3 separate regions of the Zea mays genome follow, and regions 2 and 3 are each linked to region 1. A link is a contact called in public Hi-C data. All regions are on one chromosome and are shown on one strand. Each heading gives the region's core, a stretch centred on a gene start, on an enhancer-like site or on the middle of the called end of the contact. The rest is flanking DNA. Distances are from core to core; before and after follow the strand shown.

Region 1 (4,752 bases), core at 1,120-3,619:
GGCGGAGCGGAGTTCGTCGTCTTCTAGGGCTGAGCCCAAGTCCGAGCCCTGGGTCGGGCGGAGCGGAGTTCGTCGTCTTCTAGGGCTGAGCCCAAGTCCGAGCCCTGGGTCGGGCGGAGCGGAGTTCGCCGTCTTCCGGGACTTAGCCCGAGTCCGAGCCCTGGGTCGGGCGGAGCGGAGTTCACCGTCTTCCGGGACTCAGCCCGAGTCCGAGCCCTGGGTCGGGTGAAGCGGAGCTTCCTATGGTGCCTTCGGCAGGGCCTGACTGCCTGTCAGTCTCGCTCTGTCAAGTGGCACCGCAGTCGGAGTGGCGCAGGCGGCGCTGTCCTTCTGTCAGGCCGGTCAGTGGAGCGGCGAAGTGACGGCGGTCACTTCGGCTCTGCCGGCTGGGGGGGCGCGCGTCAGGATAAAGGTGTCAGGCCACCTTTGCATTAAATGCTCCTGTGATTTGGTCGGTCGGTGCGGCGATTTAGTCAGGGTTGCTTCTCGGCGAAGGCAGGGCCTCGGGCGAGCCGGAAATATGTTCGCCGCTGGAGGGGGCCTCGGGCGAGACGGAAATCCTCCGGGGTCGGCTGCCTTTGTCCGAGGCTAGGCTCGGGCGAGGCGTGATCGAGTCCCTCGAATGGACTGATCCCTGACTTAATCGCGCCCATCAGGCTTTTGCAGCTTTATGCTGATGGGGGTTACCAGCTGAGAATTTGGAACCTTGAGGGTACCCCTAATTATGGTTCCTGACAGGTATATACGTTTTTTGTAAGATAAAAAAATAATTGTGTCGGGTCAGGCCAGCACTATGGGCCGAGGCTACAGCCCAAGCACGGCACGATGTTCTTGGCTCTTGCAAGCATTAGGTCGTTTCTGAGAACACATTGGCGCAATGGACTACATGATGTTTGAGGTTGCTGAATTGGATGGAGCAGCAATGATTTGTCACACTAACAACAAAATGAAAGGTTATTTGTTTGTTTTAAACGTTAGTAATTGCTATGAAGTAGCATAATTTATATGGAGCACATCCAGTTTTTATTGATGCCTGACTTTAGCAATCACTCTATATTTTAATATATTTTTTATAAGTTTGACTTCATGGGACTTATTTTATAAACTTGATCTCACAAACTTTCTCTTATTTGGTCTCTGTATGATGAAATTATGTTATTTTATAATCTCTGTTCATTCAGTCAATCGTTGTGAACTCTTTTCTAATCGCTCACTTCATTGGTCATGTTGTACCAAGATATATTTGTATGGAGTAAACAATAACATCAGTTAGCCAAAAAAATATATATTATATAGAGAGCGGAGACAATCAATAAAATATCTTGAATTTTTTTTGATGGATAGTTTACGTGAGTATTGTTGTAAGCCGTCGCAACGCACGAGCAACCGACTAGTTTATCTCTAAAGACCACTCAAAAGGTCCCAGGATAAATAGAGTTGTATATGCTCTAATTTATACTATTAACTTGTCCCGATGCTGTCAGCGCAGCCAAGCCACCACACCGCCGTGTTCGCTTCTTCCAGCCACGGCCAGCCCAGTGCCCAGCTCGTGGTCCTCGGCTCCTCCTGCAAAGCCGAAGCGATTCGACGGCGGCCGGCCAGCCTCCCAGGACCGGAAAAACCTTCCATCCCGTTCTTGTGCCGCTGGTGGCCACTCACGCCGCGACAGGCGACACAACCATGGCTTGAGGCAACAGCGGCCGCCACGTCCGAGGCGTCACTCTCACTCCCGCCCCGCCACGTCCTTCTCCGTCTCAAAAGCCTGACGGCTCCGGGCACTGCCACCCATCTCCACAGAAACAGGGATAGCTTCACCGACATCCGGGCCAGCCGCTTCCCCGATCCGCCATGTCAGTCTCTGCTGCGACCTAGCCCTCCGCTCCGTTGCGTCCTGATTCCTGAACCCTACCACTCCACGATCCCTCGCCGACAGATGGGCCCACGTCGCCTGGGGCCAAGCAGGAGACGCCCGCTCCCCACGCGCCGGCCTAGTGGGTGGGTGGGTGGAGATGGAGAAGGCGTTGGTGGATCGACGCACGGGACACCCTTGCAGCAGCAGCAGCAGCAGCGCCCATCACTCGCGTCCCTCTCTTTTCCTCTTCTCCATTCCGTCGCGTACTCGCGTGCACAGAAATTCCTTCCTCTGCCTCCCTGTTCAGCTCTCCTTTTCCCTTCCTCCTCCTGTAATTCTGTTCGTGTGCGTGTAATTTCCGTGCAAATACACGCACGCCGATTTTCGAAAGCAAAAAAAAAAAAAGGCGACGGCAAGGAATCCCCCGATTAGGAAAGATTCTCCGCTCCCCGCCTTCAAATCCCCCACCGGCCACCACGACCCGCCTGGATTCGCCTACGCTCTGTGCTGCCGAGGTCGGGATTGGTGCTGGAATTCGGTGCGCCGAGTTGTTCCTTGCTCGATTAGACTTCCGGTTCGGTTCGCTTCGTTCCAATCGGGGTTTGCTGCTTCCGCCGCCACCGGTGCGCTCCGAGCTGCTCAAGCTGGGCGCCGGATACCCTCTCGGGCTGCCCGATCTGATTCAGTCCCCAACACCACCCCCGCTCCGCCGCTGTGGCTGCCGCTCCCCTCCCCGCTGACTCCGGCGCCATTTCGACCCGCGCGGCCGGATCCTTGGATGGTTCCGATCGATCCGGGACCAAGAGACCCAAGGCTTCGTCACCTCACCCGGGCCCCGGCGCCGGTGGATCCATGGCCGGGGAGAAGGCGCCGCGCGCGTTCTCCATCGAGGAGCTCCCGGGCCACCTCATCGGGGAGGTCCTGACCTCGGGTGGGCTCGCTGCCGCCGACCTCGCGAGGCTCGAGGCCACCTGCCGCGCGCTCAGGCCGCTCGCCGAGTACGCCGCGTCCAAGCTCTGCGCCGCGCGGGCGGCGTTCGCTGCCATGGGGCCAGCCGCCCGGGGTGAGCTGCTGGAGAGGTGCGGGGGAAGCTGGAAGAGGGTGCTCAGGTTCCTGCAGTCCGTAGAGCAGTCGTCAGGCACCGTCGAGACCTCATCGGGCAGCGTGAGCACTTTTTTCCCCTTTCACTTCACTCTACGAGGTCTAATGAAAATTCAATCTCCATAGTATGTACGGACATGAGATTATCTTGTGTTTTAGAAGGGACTTGCTAAAATTCAGGTGCTTGAATTTTAGTTTTCATTCAGGCGATGGTTATTGCACATATTTTATATTAAAATTGCAGGCAACTTTGGTAGACACAATCTATATTTTTTTTGCTTCCGTGAATAAGAAACCCATTAGACAAAATCATAAACCCGACGATATCTTATTTGTATTGGAACAAAGACAATTAATAATGCACAATTATTTCTATATTCAGACAAGGACAAAAATTGATATGTTGGGACATAAAGACATCACAAAAGTAACAATTTACTTATACTAGTTGGTGATGCATGAGTATTACCTGAGATCATCTTAAAATTCAGGCACCTGAAAGATAGGATAGGTGGTCTTAGAAATTTTCGCCTCACACTCTGAACCCTGCCCACTTTGGAATATTGTAATTACCAAGACTTGTTTAATAATGCTGGCTTATGTGCTAAAGCTTTAAAAGAAGCTAATGATTTGAAGCTGATAAGCACACCCATGTCTGGCTTAAATGGGATAACTAGCACATGTTAGTCATTATAAACAGATTTAAGACATTCTTTGCTAGGCAAATATGGATCAAGTTTTTAACAACTTATCTCAGATTGATTAACATGTTAATGCTGCCGTGCATCGACATGCTGTTATGCATTTTCCTGTGTCAAACAATGGTAACTTCGTAATATACTGCACAATTACACTCTAAAACTGTTTGAAAGTGATTATTTGTGATGGTGAAATCCTGGTAAATTTAGTTGCTATTGTGCAACAAATGTTCTAATTACTTTAAATATAAATTATGTCTTAATTTCTTACATATTGATGCGGTTGTATATTCTCATAGTAATGATAGTTGCCTTTTGATTCCTGCTAGAGTGCATTTTTATTCTGGATATTGCATGGTGGCGTTTTGGACGACCTATCTTAATTATATTTAGTCTTGCAGCTTATTCAATATCGTTTCAAGACTACAAGTTTACTAGTATTCGAGCTCACTTCTAGTTGTCACGTTATATATATCAATTCAGAAAAAAATGTAATTCTCTTGTATTTGGAGACAGGTTTCCCTGATGGTGGATGGCATTGAAACCGCTATTTTTTAAGTTTCCAAATTGTTTTCTTATACGTGTGAACCTCCTGTATGTTTCCAGATGCAAGTAGCCACAGGAAGATATCACACACTTTTGGTCCATGACTCTTCTGTCTATTCTTGTGGATCCAGCTTGTGTGGTGTGTTAGGTCATGGCCCAGATACTACACAATGTGCAGCATTCAGTCGGGTTTCCTTCCCATCACTTTCCCGTGTTATAAACATCTCTGCTTCACACAACCATGCTGCTTTTGTTACGGAGTCTGGGGAGGTAATTGATGATCTCCTTAATTGAAGCCAGTTATGCCTATTACTGTATTACTACATTTCCTTGCCTTGGTGTTCTGAAGGATTTTGTCTAAATAGGTTTTCACCTGTGGTGATAATTCATCATTATGCTGTGGTCATGGCGAAGTGGGGAGAACTATATTTCGACCAATGCAAGTAGAAGCGCTTAAAGGGATTCCCTGCAAGCAGGTGGGATCAAAGATCTTTCTCATCCTTTTATGTTTTGTGTCTCTAATGATACTCCTGTACTTATTCATAAGTCTGATCT
Region 2 (4,752 bases), core at 910-3,409, 420 kb before region 1:
GTTCGAACTACGAGTTACTAATTACTGGAAGTCATGTTTTAGACCTCCAAATGAGATAGAATTCTTTCTACTCCCTCTATTGCAAATTATAAGATGTTTTGGCTTTTCTAGATGCATAGTTTTTTCTATGAATTTAGAAACTATGTCTAGATACATAGTAAAAACAATGTATTTACAAAAAGCCAAAATATCTTATAATTTGGATCTGAGGGAGTATGACTTAAACATGCCAGTGAACCTACTTTGAGGCCGCAACTTAGGGAGACTCATTCACCTCATAACTCTAGGAAATTAACATAAACTGAAGAAATCGTGTTCTTAGATCTAACAATTTGTTTCCATCACAAAAAAAAAATATAGGATGGGGAGGTACCTGTAGCTTTGCAAGCTCCTGACAGTACGCACTAGGAAGTATATCAGGGCGTGTGCTCAATGCTTGGCCAAGCTGTGCGGTGAAAGAAAATTGATAAAACAGCATATCATCCCCAGTTGTAATAAGACAATATTACACCTAAGACAATATTAGCTAACAAATTATTGCAGGACAGACAGACCCAGTGCCAGAGGCTCCCACATGAATGGGGTCTGGGGAAGAGATAAACCGAGGAGGAAAGCCATTCCCCGCAAATGCTGAGAGGCTGCTTCGAACCCACGACCTGGTAGCTAACGAAGTATTGTAGTTCAAAAACAGGATATGGACACAACAATGGCACACTAAATATGCAGTCAACACAACCACCAATGTGATTGATTTTGTACAGATGCTTAAGGATGATAACAATCATGTCACAAAACCATAGTGATAGCTGCAGTGATTTTGATGGTCATAAGACATGTTACATTGATGTTGCTTCCACCTTAACAAGGAGACATACTGAAAAGTTAAGCATCAAAATTTAATAGAAAAGATCGGTGCTACATTCTACAGATCTATTTCAATCGGCATACCTTGATATAAAAAGGACCCAAGCGTATCAAGGTCTCTCGAAACTGAAATAAGGAAATGATAATCAGAGACATGATGCTCAGTTCCTCCACCAACAAAGTCAGGAAAACTACCTTTTCTGCTCTTTTATGCATATCATTGAGCAACAAATGCCAAATAGTGAGTTTTACAACATGAAAGGAGATAGTAGCAGCCCTGTATAGAGCAAGGAATGGACCAAAGCCACGGTCAGCAAAATGCCTGCGTGAACTTGAACCCAATATTCTTCCAAACTGGGTTTCCAGTGACTCCTTCCTGATCTTTGCATATTCTGATGAAGGCCTCTCTCCATGTACACTTGTAAATGCACTTGAATAGCTACAAATAAAAAAAAATAAACCACCTAAACATAATTTCTGCAAATAAATAACATTAAAATTATTCAAATTTCAACATGCTTTGCTGGCTCAGTGAAACCTGCAAAAATCATTAAAATAAAATATTTTCTCAAATAGAAAAGCCAATTTATCTAATTTCATAGACTACTTAACCAAATATCCTTCCTCCTGAATTGTAATTAAGAGTTTATTTAAGCTAGATTAGTTCAGTATGCTTCTCAGTGATAATTGAGTAACACAATGCCATTTCGGAGTTCTGTAAAACTTTATATACTGTCTCTACACACAAAAATAACACAGTAGGCACTTAAGACGACCTGGCATGGCACACTGTTCTTTTAATCCAAAACATTTTATACTATCAAAGTGAATCAAAAATTGAATGATTGATTGGCGCATGGTACAATTACAACTAGCAAATTCCAAAACCGCAAACCTAGTGCGCGGCAGACGCGAAGCTGGTCCAACCCTGCATTATGTCTCGAGCTGAAACGAGTCGTGCGATTCAAAATAGGTTCAAAACGGAACTGTGACCTAGGGTTACGCCGTGGTGACCGGTAGGTGAGATTAGCCTGTGGACTGTCGTTACCTCATCACCGGCGTTGAGGCGGGGAGGCAGGGAGGTAGCGGCAACGCCGGAGAAAAGGTCGGGGGGGCGGCCTGCAAGGCGCGGGGAACGAGAAAAGGGAGGCATCTGCGTCGGTCGGCGCGGCGGGCGAGGATGAGGAGCCGCGAGGTGGGGCCCGCCATGGCCGGGATCTCATCAGCTCCGCCGCCCGCACGGGAGGGAGAGACGGGGAGGGAAAGAAGGGCAGCGTAGGGTTTAGGGGAGGAGAGAGAGAGAGAGAGACGTGTACGCCGAAGACGTACACGGTGAGAGGAAGGTGGCAGCGGCGCCGCGTGGCTGGACCAGAGTGCGAGCTGGCGGCCTGGCGCTTGTGCGGTGGTTCGTTGCTGCTGGGCCGCTGCCCTTGTTGATCGTCTCGTGTAATGCAGCCCACGCCGGCTTGTGCGTCTCCGCTCGGCTAAATTTGGTTGAGCTGTAGTTTTTTTACTGGATGCAATGCAGTAATGCACAACCAACTGCACCACAAATTCAAATTCTGCTCAATAAACTTCATCACGAAGCAGTTCAATAAAAAATCTTTATCTCTACTACTTATTAAGACAGTAAGGGTAGCCTGTCGTTCTGTCATTCTGCGATCTCAGCCGTCCATTCTATCGTGTAAACAATCTCAGCCGTCCGATCCCGTCGTCCGATCCCGTCCGATCCCGCACCCGCGGCCCATGACATACGGCAAATCCAAAAATCCTAATCTTCAGCACCCCGCCGCTTGCCAGCCGCCAGCCATCAGGCACGCAGCGTCCCGGCCGCCCCCGCCGCTTGCCACCGCGGTCTCCAGCGCCCCTCTCGCTTGCCAGCCGCCAGCCGCGGTCTGCAGCGTCCCGGCCGCCGCTTGCCACCGCTTGCCAACTTCCACCCGTGGCCTCCAGCGTCCCCGCCGTTTGCCAGCTTTCACCGCGCGGCAGAGCAGTCGATCTCCCGCAGGCGGACAACCTACACTCCACCGCCCCATCGGTCGCGCCTCTCCCGTTGGTGGCCTTCCCCATTCATGCGGTCTCCACCGTCCCCACTCCCTGCGCAGGTCGTGCAACCGACTCCCCCTCCTCAGTCCCCACAATGTCCACTCTTGCATGCTTCCTCCCCACGACCTCCACTTCGCCTAGGTCAGCACATATTCGATGAAGATAAATGGTGAGCATTTGGGAACTCTATGTCGTCCGAGCACGCGTGTACACCAGAGTCAGGTTGCTATACCGCGACTCCGACCACATCACCATTGTCGGCTTCTCCTGCTCACTGCTCCTCTTATGCATGTCTCTCATCTCCGGCAAGGTATTGCTTTTAATTTGTAGTGCAGCCTCATGTACAGCTTCTGTTTCTGCTAACTCGGTGCAAGGTACGATGCCGCCATCCCAATCCCTACCCCCAGATCGAGTTAACACCCATACATACATCCATTTCTTTTAATCGATGAAAGGTATGATGTAAATTGTTAATTAGATATATTAGAATGTGCCAATTCACAAGCAAACTTTGTTGATTACTTTCCGGTTGTTATTTACGAGCTAAATGATTAATACTGCTACAAATGGGTAAAATTAGATTTGTGCTTATTTATATTCTTCGTAGTTCTATTGTGTCATGTGAATAACTAATTAAACTCTCCAACAGTAAAATCCCTCTCTTTCTTGAATCTTATTCTCGGACCTGTAAATAGTGTTCTACTTCCTATCACTAAATGCAGCAGATAGATAGATTAGAATGTGCCAATTCACAAGCAAACTTTGTTTATTACTTTTCGGTTGTGATTTCCGAGCTAAATGATTAACACTGCTACAAATGGGTAAAATCAGATTTGTGCTTATTTATATTCTTCGTAGTTATATTGTGTCATGTGAATAACTAATTAAACTCTCCAATAGTAAAATCCCTCTCTTTCTTGAATCTTATTCTCTGACCTGTAAATAGTGTTCTTCTTCCTATCACTAAATGCAGCAGATAGATAGATTAGAATGTGCCAATTCACAAGCAAACTTTGTTGATTACTTTCCGGTTGTTATTTCCGAGCTAAATGATTAACACTGCTACAAATGGGTAAAATCAGATTTGTGCTTATTTATATTCTTCGTAGTTCTATTGTGTCATGTGAATAACTAATTAAACTCTCCAATAGTAAAATCCCTCTCTTTCTTGAATCTTATTCTCTAGCCTGTAAATAGTGTTCTGCTTCCTATCACTAAATGCAGCAGATGAAACTTTCTTGTTTTTTGAATAATGGTATTACGTCCAGGCTAAATGAAATGTAGAGAGTACCTGTCGTTTCTTCTTATATTCTATGTATGCAGTCAAGTTCTACTGACTCCCAACATGAAATGGAGTTAATATAAGGAGTGCTCTGCTTACAAATATCATGTAAATAGTGTTCTGCTTCCTATTGTTGAACCATGATGAGTGCATTTTCATTTAAACTTTCTTTAATTGGTAAAGGTACATCATCGATGTCGACTTCTCCTGCTCACTGCTCCTCTTGTGCATGTCTCTCATCTCCGACAAGGTATTGCTTTTAAATTTGTAGCGCAGCCTCCTGTACAACTTCTGTTTCTGCTAACTCGGTGCAAGGTACGATGTCGCCATCCCAATCCCTACACCCAGATCGAGTTAATACCCATATTTCTTTTAATCGATGAAAGCACTACAACCATTTAGGCCTTCTATGACAAATGCTTAATGACAATAGTAAAATTTGTCACTAGATGACTATGTTTATGACGATTTCTTGGAACCTAAACAATTTAGTGACAAAAAGTTAAGCCACGTCATAAAAACGTCATAACTTGGTGTGTCATCATGTTTATGACGATATG
Region 3 (4,752 bases), core at 1,080-3,579, 300 kb before region 1:
TCGACTTCGCCGTCCTCCCAAAAGCACTTTGTGGTATACCCGTAGTGCGTCGTCGGTACCAAACACCAACAAACACCCTCTCTCTTAGGGCTGATTTGGTGTACATGGACCACGAAGGGATCCATAGGGGAGGAATCCCATTGCTATTCAAATTTGAATACAGATTCCTCCCCATGGATCTCCTCGTGATCCCTATCCACCAAATCGGCCCTTATAGAGTATTATATTACCTACATATATAATACACAACATATGGGAGGATTAACTCATGCAAATCAAGAAATATTATTATACACTAACCCTCAAACTTACGTAGCCAATGAACAAAACTCAAATTTGATTTGCTACTAATTCCTATTACATTCAAACATATTGCAACACATTAAATGATGAACTTACTATTTCCCCATAAATTATACAAATCAACCACAAATGTCAAGAAATCTAAACAAAGAATAAATATTTCAACTCTACTATATGAGATAATGAACTCGCTAACTTTTTTCGCACTTTAATGAGTGAAATATTCAACAAATTCTTGAAAAAATTGGACAACACCTCCCCTCTTTGCAGCTTATAGCGACATGAACAGAGAGCTTTTTGTGTCCTTGACGCCAGCTCGAGGAGGGAGAGTGTTTATAAAGCGGAAATATTAGTACCAGTTGATAGTTTTAGCCGGTACTAATGTTAAAGATTTAGTATTGGGTGGTGATTTCAACCGGTACTAAATATATTAGTACCGGTTTTGTATCTTGAACCGGTAGTAAAGCCTTGTGTACCTATTGCAACCATCAACCGGTACTAAAGCTTCAGTGAGCTAAAATCGATGCTAAAACTGTTAACATGGGTTCCTTTCTTTAATTTCAGCTGAAATTAAGGGATGGGCCTGGCCGTGTTCGCCAATAGTGAATGCACGGGTTTCTGACTGCTAGTGGATGACATGTTAATGGAAAACTCAAATAAAGCGATGATTTTATCCTCTACAACCATGGAGATTGTATTTAATGTTGTGTGACTTTTGCCGATTAACTAGTGCACTGACTAACAATTTAACACGAGGGCGGTTTCAATAGCACGGAAAATATTAATCTCAACGCAGCATCGTAATTTGAGTGTACATATTGCTTGCTCTGTCCGTTTCCAAATCGTGGGGGAATGCCTTGTTTTTGGTAGGCATACCGGTATTTGAAAATTACAGCGTTTCTAAATACGACTCGGCTAGTTTGTTGCCGAGCTGGACTTGAGCCTCCGTGGTGAGATGCGTGTGGTCGCTCGCGATGGGCAGCCCCATGGCATCAACGTACTTGACATTTGGGAGCTTCACTGCCTTCTGAGCTTCCCTCACCACGCCGAGGAACTTGCCATTGTACTGCGCAGTTGCAATGCCCACCTATATATACATTACATTTGTGATATATATGTAGAAATAAACAAAAAAAATCTTAAATTTGGATCGACCCATGTGTGTGTATGTGATGCAACAACAAAATCACAACCCACCCAAAAAAAAAAAAACAGAGTCATGAGAGAAGAAGATGCGGGTCACCTGGATGACGAGGAGGTCGGGCCGGCCGAGGTCGCAGCGAACGTCACGCACGAGAGTCTCCATCCGCCGCTGGTAGAGCTCAGCATCCTGGCGCCTCATGGTGTCCGCCTCCCCCTGGTACCAAAGCAAGGCGGCCAGGTGACCGCGTCCGCTGCACTCGGCCACGGCCGCCCTGGCGCGCGTCACCATCCGCTCGTACAGCTCCGTCCCCCGGGACCAGTTGGCGATCGGCGTGCCGCCCTGCGCGCACGGCACGAGTCCGACGACGACGGGGGGCTCTGCGGCTGCGCCCTCGCTGGCGAGCACGGCGTGCGCGAAGGGCATGCCGGGCCCGACGCCGAGAACGTTGCCCACGTCGACGCCGGCGTGCAGCGGCTCGCGCGCCTCCTCCCAGCGAAGCGCCGGGGAGAGACGGACGATGCGGTCCGAGGGCGCGCACTCCGGCGGGACGATGCCGTCCCAGGTGCCGTTGGTGGCGCCGCCGCGGCCGCTCATGTTGGACTGCCCAGCCAGGATGAACACCAGTGTCCGGCCGCCGGGCAGCCCAGCGGACGCGGCGGGGAGGAGGAGGAGCAGGAGGAAGGGTATCGCTGGCTGGAGCGTGAGCAGAGCCATTATTGCCCACAGTGCCTTCCAGCTTGTGATGCGTGAATGGAGGATGGAAATATGGAATGGATCATAGATCACGGACCACGACAACTAATAGTGGCATGGCAGCCGGTACGCATTGATCGATAGAAGCAGACAAAGCTGAGTGAAAGATTCGTCCCGATCCATGTGTCGTTTTCCGCTCAAACACGTGACAGCGTGCGTGTGGAACCAAATTAATGCAAAATGAAGTTCACCAACCCATATATACGGAGTGCCATACCTCTTTCCGCTGTACAAAGCCAGCTGGAGACCAGGACTTCCAATAGTTACACAATAGTCCGGTGATCAAGTGCACGATGGTGTTTCGTTTACTGTATACATGAGGCCAGCCGGGTGCAGTCTAGAGTCTAGACTAGAAAAACCTCCTGCATGCAGCTGCATGAACACATACGCACAGGCACAGAGCATCTCCTTTCCAGCGGGCCAAGCGCACTACGCTCGCCCAATGCAAACAGCCAATAAGACGTTATAAATGCCGTAGGTTTGTCTAACTGTAACTAATTGTTTACCACTGTTATAGATATTTGGTTTTAGAGACTAAAGTTTAGCCCACGTTACATCAGATATTTGAATGCCTATTAAGTATATTAAATATAATCTAATTACAAAACTAATTACACAGTTAAAGACTAAACAACGAAACAATATTTTTTAAGCTTAATTAATCAATGATTGACAAATATTACTATAGCACCATATGATCGACTTAAAAGACACATCTTACCTTTTACCCTTTATCTATATAATTAGTTTTGTAATTAAACTATATTTAATATCTCTAACTAGTAGTTAAATATCTCATGTGACGGGACTAAAATTTAAACTCGTCCAACTAAACACAATGATCTTTTATTTTAAATCTCACTATATAAATAATATAATATTTTATACGGCTACATGTATGATGTGATGATTATAGGCTCATATAGTCTAACGAAGAGGAAAAAAACATTTCGACCGTGTGAGGACATGGGAACAACTGCTTTTGGCCGGAAACTTATTACATAGTTTGATTGGTTATCTATATAAAATTTAGCCTAGTTATCTGCATTCAACTTAGCCTGCATACCTAACATAAATACATAATCCCAGGGTATGTCTGCGGGCCAGTTTGGAGTGCTGCGTGTAGCTCCTGCTTCCACTTTCTAGTTATATTTTACTAGATGCATGTCAGAGGGATGATGTTTGGCTTCATGCTACAGTGTTGTACAGTATCAATAACAGAGCTAGGTCAAAACCGATCTGGCCACCACCGGTGGGAGAAGAGAGGCGCGGCATGATGGCCTGTGGCTTCCCCGACAGCAGTAGCGGTGACGGTGAGTCTAGAGTCTGCTAGTAAGATACGTTTAGGAATGGTAACAGATCACGATTTAAATGATTTTTTCATAATAAATTAGAGTTATTAATTTTTTTTATTTCAAAAATAAGTATAAATATAGAGCCTGATTCAATCCGATTAAATCTCTAAATTTTATAGTATAAAATCTAGAGCACATTAAAGATAAACATTAATATCTTTAGATACATCAGTGTCCCGAGCTACACCCACGCTAGTCGATCATATAAGTTGGAATACAGGAATTTCAGATGAATCATACATGAATTTTATAGGAATCAGTTTATTTTTAGAGAAAAACACAAGTCCCACGTTCCTAAGGGGGTGTATGTGTTGAAATTATTGGGCCTAGCCCATTTACTTTTAGGACTCATTCATTGAGAGGTGTATGTCACATTTTGTTGGTCACTTATTCTCAAATGTTGTAAATCAAGAACAAGCCAATACAATTGTTAAGGATTAAGGACTTTAGTCCTCCGAAGCATTATCTACTCTTGGATATAATGATCTTCAGACGAGGGTTATGAAGGACATGCCTTCATCATTCACGAATGAATAAGAATACATATAGATAATGAATAAGGATCTTCATTCACATATTTATTTCATAATGTACACACAAACATTAACAAAATTTACATTACATTGATACCTTCGGCTTGTTCGAAGGTGCTGACGCGAGAGCGATTACAATCCAACGTGAACAGTACGGTGCTACTGTTCATCTATTTATAGACACGGGACACAGCCCGAGTAAAAGTACATTTGTGTCCTCAACATTTATTCACAACTATAACGTAAATCATTAGGGATTGGCTAGTCTTTTTCTCTTCGGGCTAGCATCATGTTTGGTTTTCATCATCGTCTTAAGCCGAAGCTGTTACTCTTCGGCTATAGCTTCAGCGTTCATTCTTATCATCTTCGGGCTATATCTTTGTCTTGTACACCTTTGCCATGGGAGAAAACTTCCATCCTGAAGCTGAAGCTCCTTGTAGTAATACATGTTATGCTAAAAGCAGGCGGTTAGTTATATTTTGAGGACCTTCGGAAGAGGAAGGCCCCTAACACATTTCTAAGGGGTGTATATCTTGGAATTATTAGGTCCAGCCTATTTATATTTAGGACACACTCATTAAGAGGTATATCCCAACATTTCGAGCAGGGTGACAACATTTAGGGTCTATTTGATTGTATGTATAAGATGTCACATATTACCATA

The links. A called contact is a pair of places that touch in the nucleus more often than the background predicts.
Region 2: a Hi-C map of leaf shows a contact between it and region 1, with 6 times the contacts expected there. The contact joins the promoter of LOC100281697 here to the promoter of LOC100382481 in region 1. A contact is called at or near these places in 10 of 25 Hi-C or Micro-C datasets (bundle sheath, ear, endosperm and 5 more) and 2 of 3 datasets of contacts at active chromatin or transcription factors (leaf and seedling).
Region 3: a Hi-C map of endosperm shows a contact between it and region 1, with 5 times the contacts expected there. The contact joins the promoter of LOC103632302 here to the promoter of LOC100382481 in region 1. A contact is called at or near these places in 7 of 25 Hi-C or Micro-C datasets (bundle sheath, ear, endosperm and 2 more) and 1 of 3 datasets of contacts at active chromatin or transcription factors (leaf).

What each region holds. Positions count from the first base shown.
Region 1 is chr7:45,167,826-45,172,577 of Zm-B73-REFERENCE-NAM-5.0, forward strand. It overlaps LOC100382481 (putative regulator of chromosome condensation (RCC1) family protein), which reads left to right and starts at 2,370. Exons shown (of 6, transcript NM_001175220.1): 1 at 2,370-3,016; 2 at 4,258-4,467; 3 at 4,563-4,673. The coding sequence starts at 2,705.
Region 2 is chr7:44,747,768-44,752,519 of Zm-B73-REFERENCE-NAM-5.0, forward strand. LOC100281697 (ubiquinone biosynthesis protein ubiB) reads right to left here and starts at 2,160. Exons shown (of 13, transcript NM_001154617.2): 1 at 1,913-2,160; 2 at 1,060-1,303; 3 at 949-990; 4 at 374-445. The coding sequence starts at 2,073.
Region 3 is chr7:44,868,595-44,873,346 of Zm-B73-REFERENCE-NAM-5.0, forward strand. It overlaps LOC103632302 (probable carbohydrate esterase At4g34215), which reads right to left and starts at 2,330. Exons shown (of 2, transcript XM_008654133.4): 1 at 1,547-2,330; 2 at 1,043-1,390. The coding sequence starts at 2,161. The coding sequence ends at 1,193.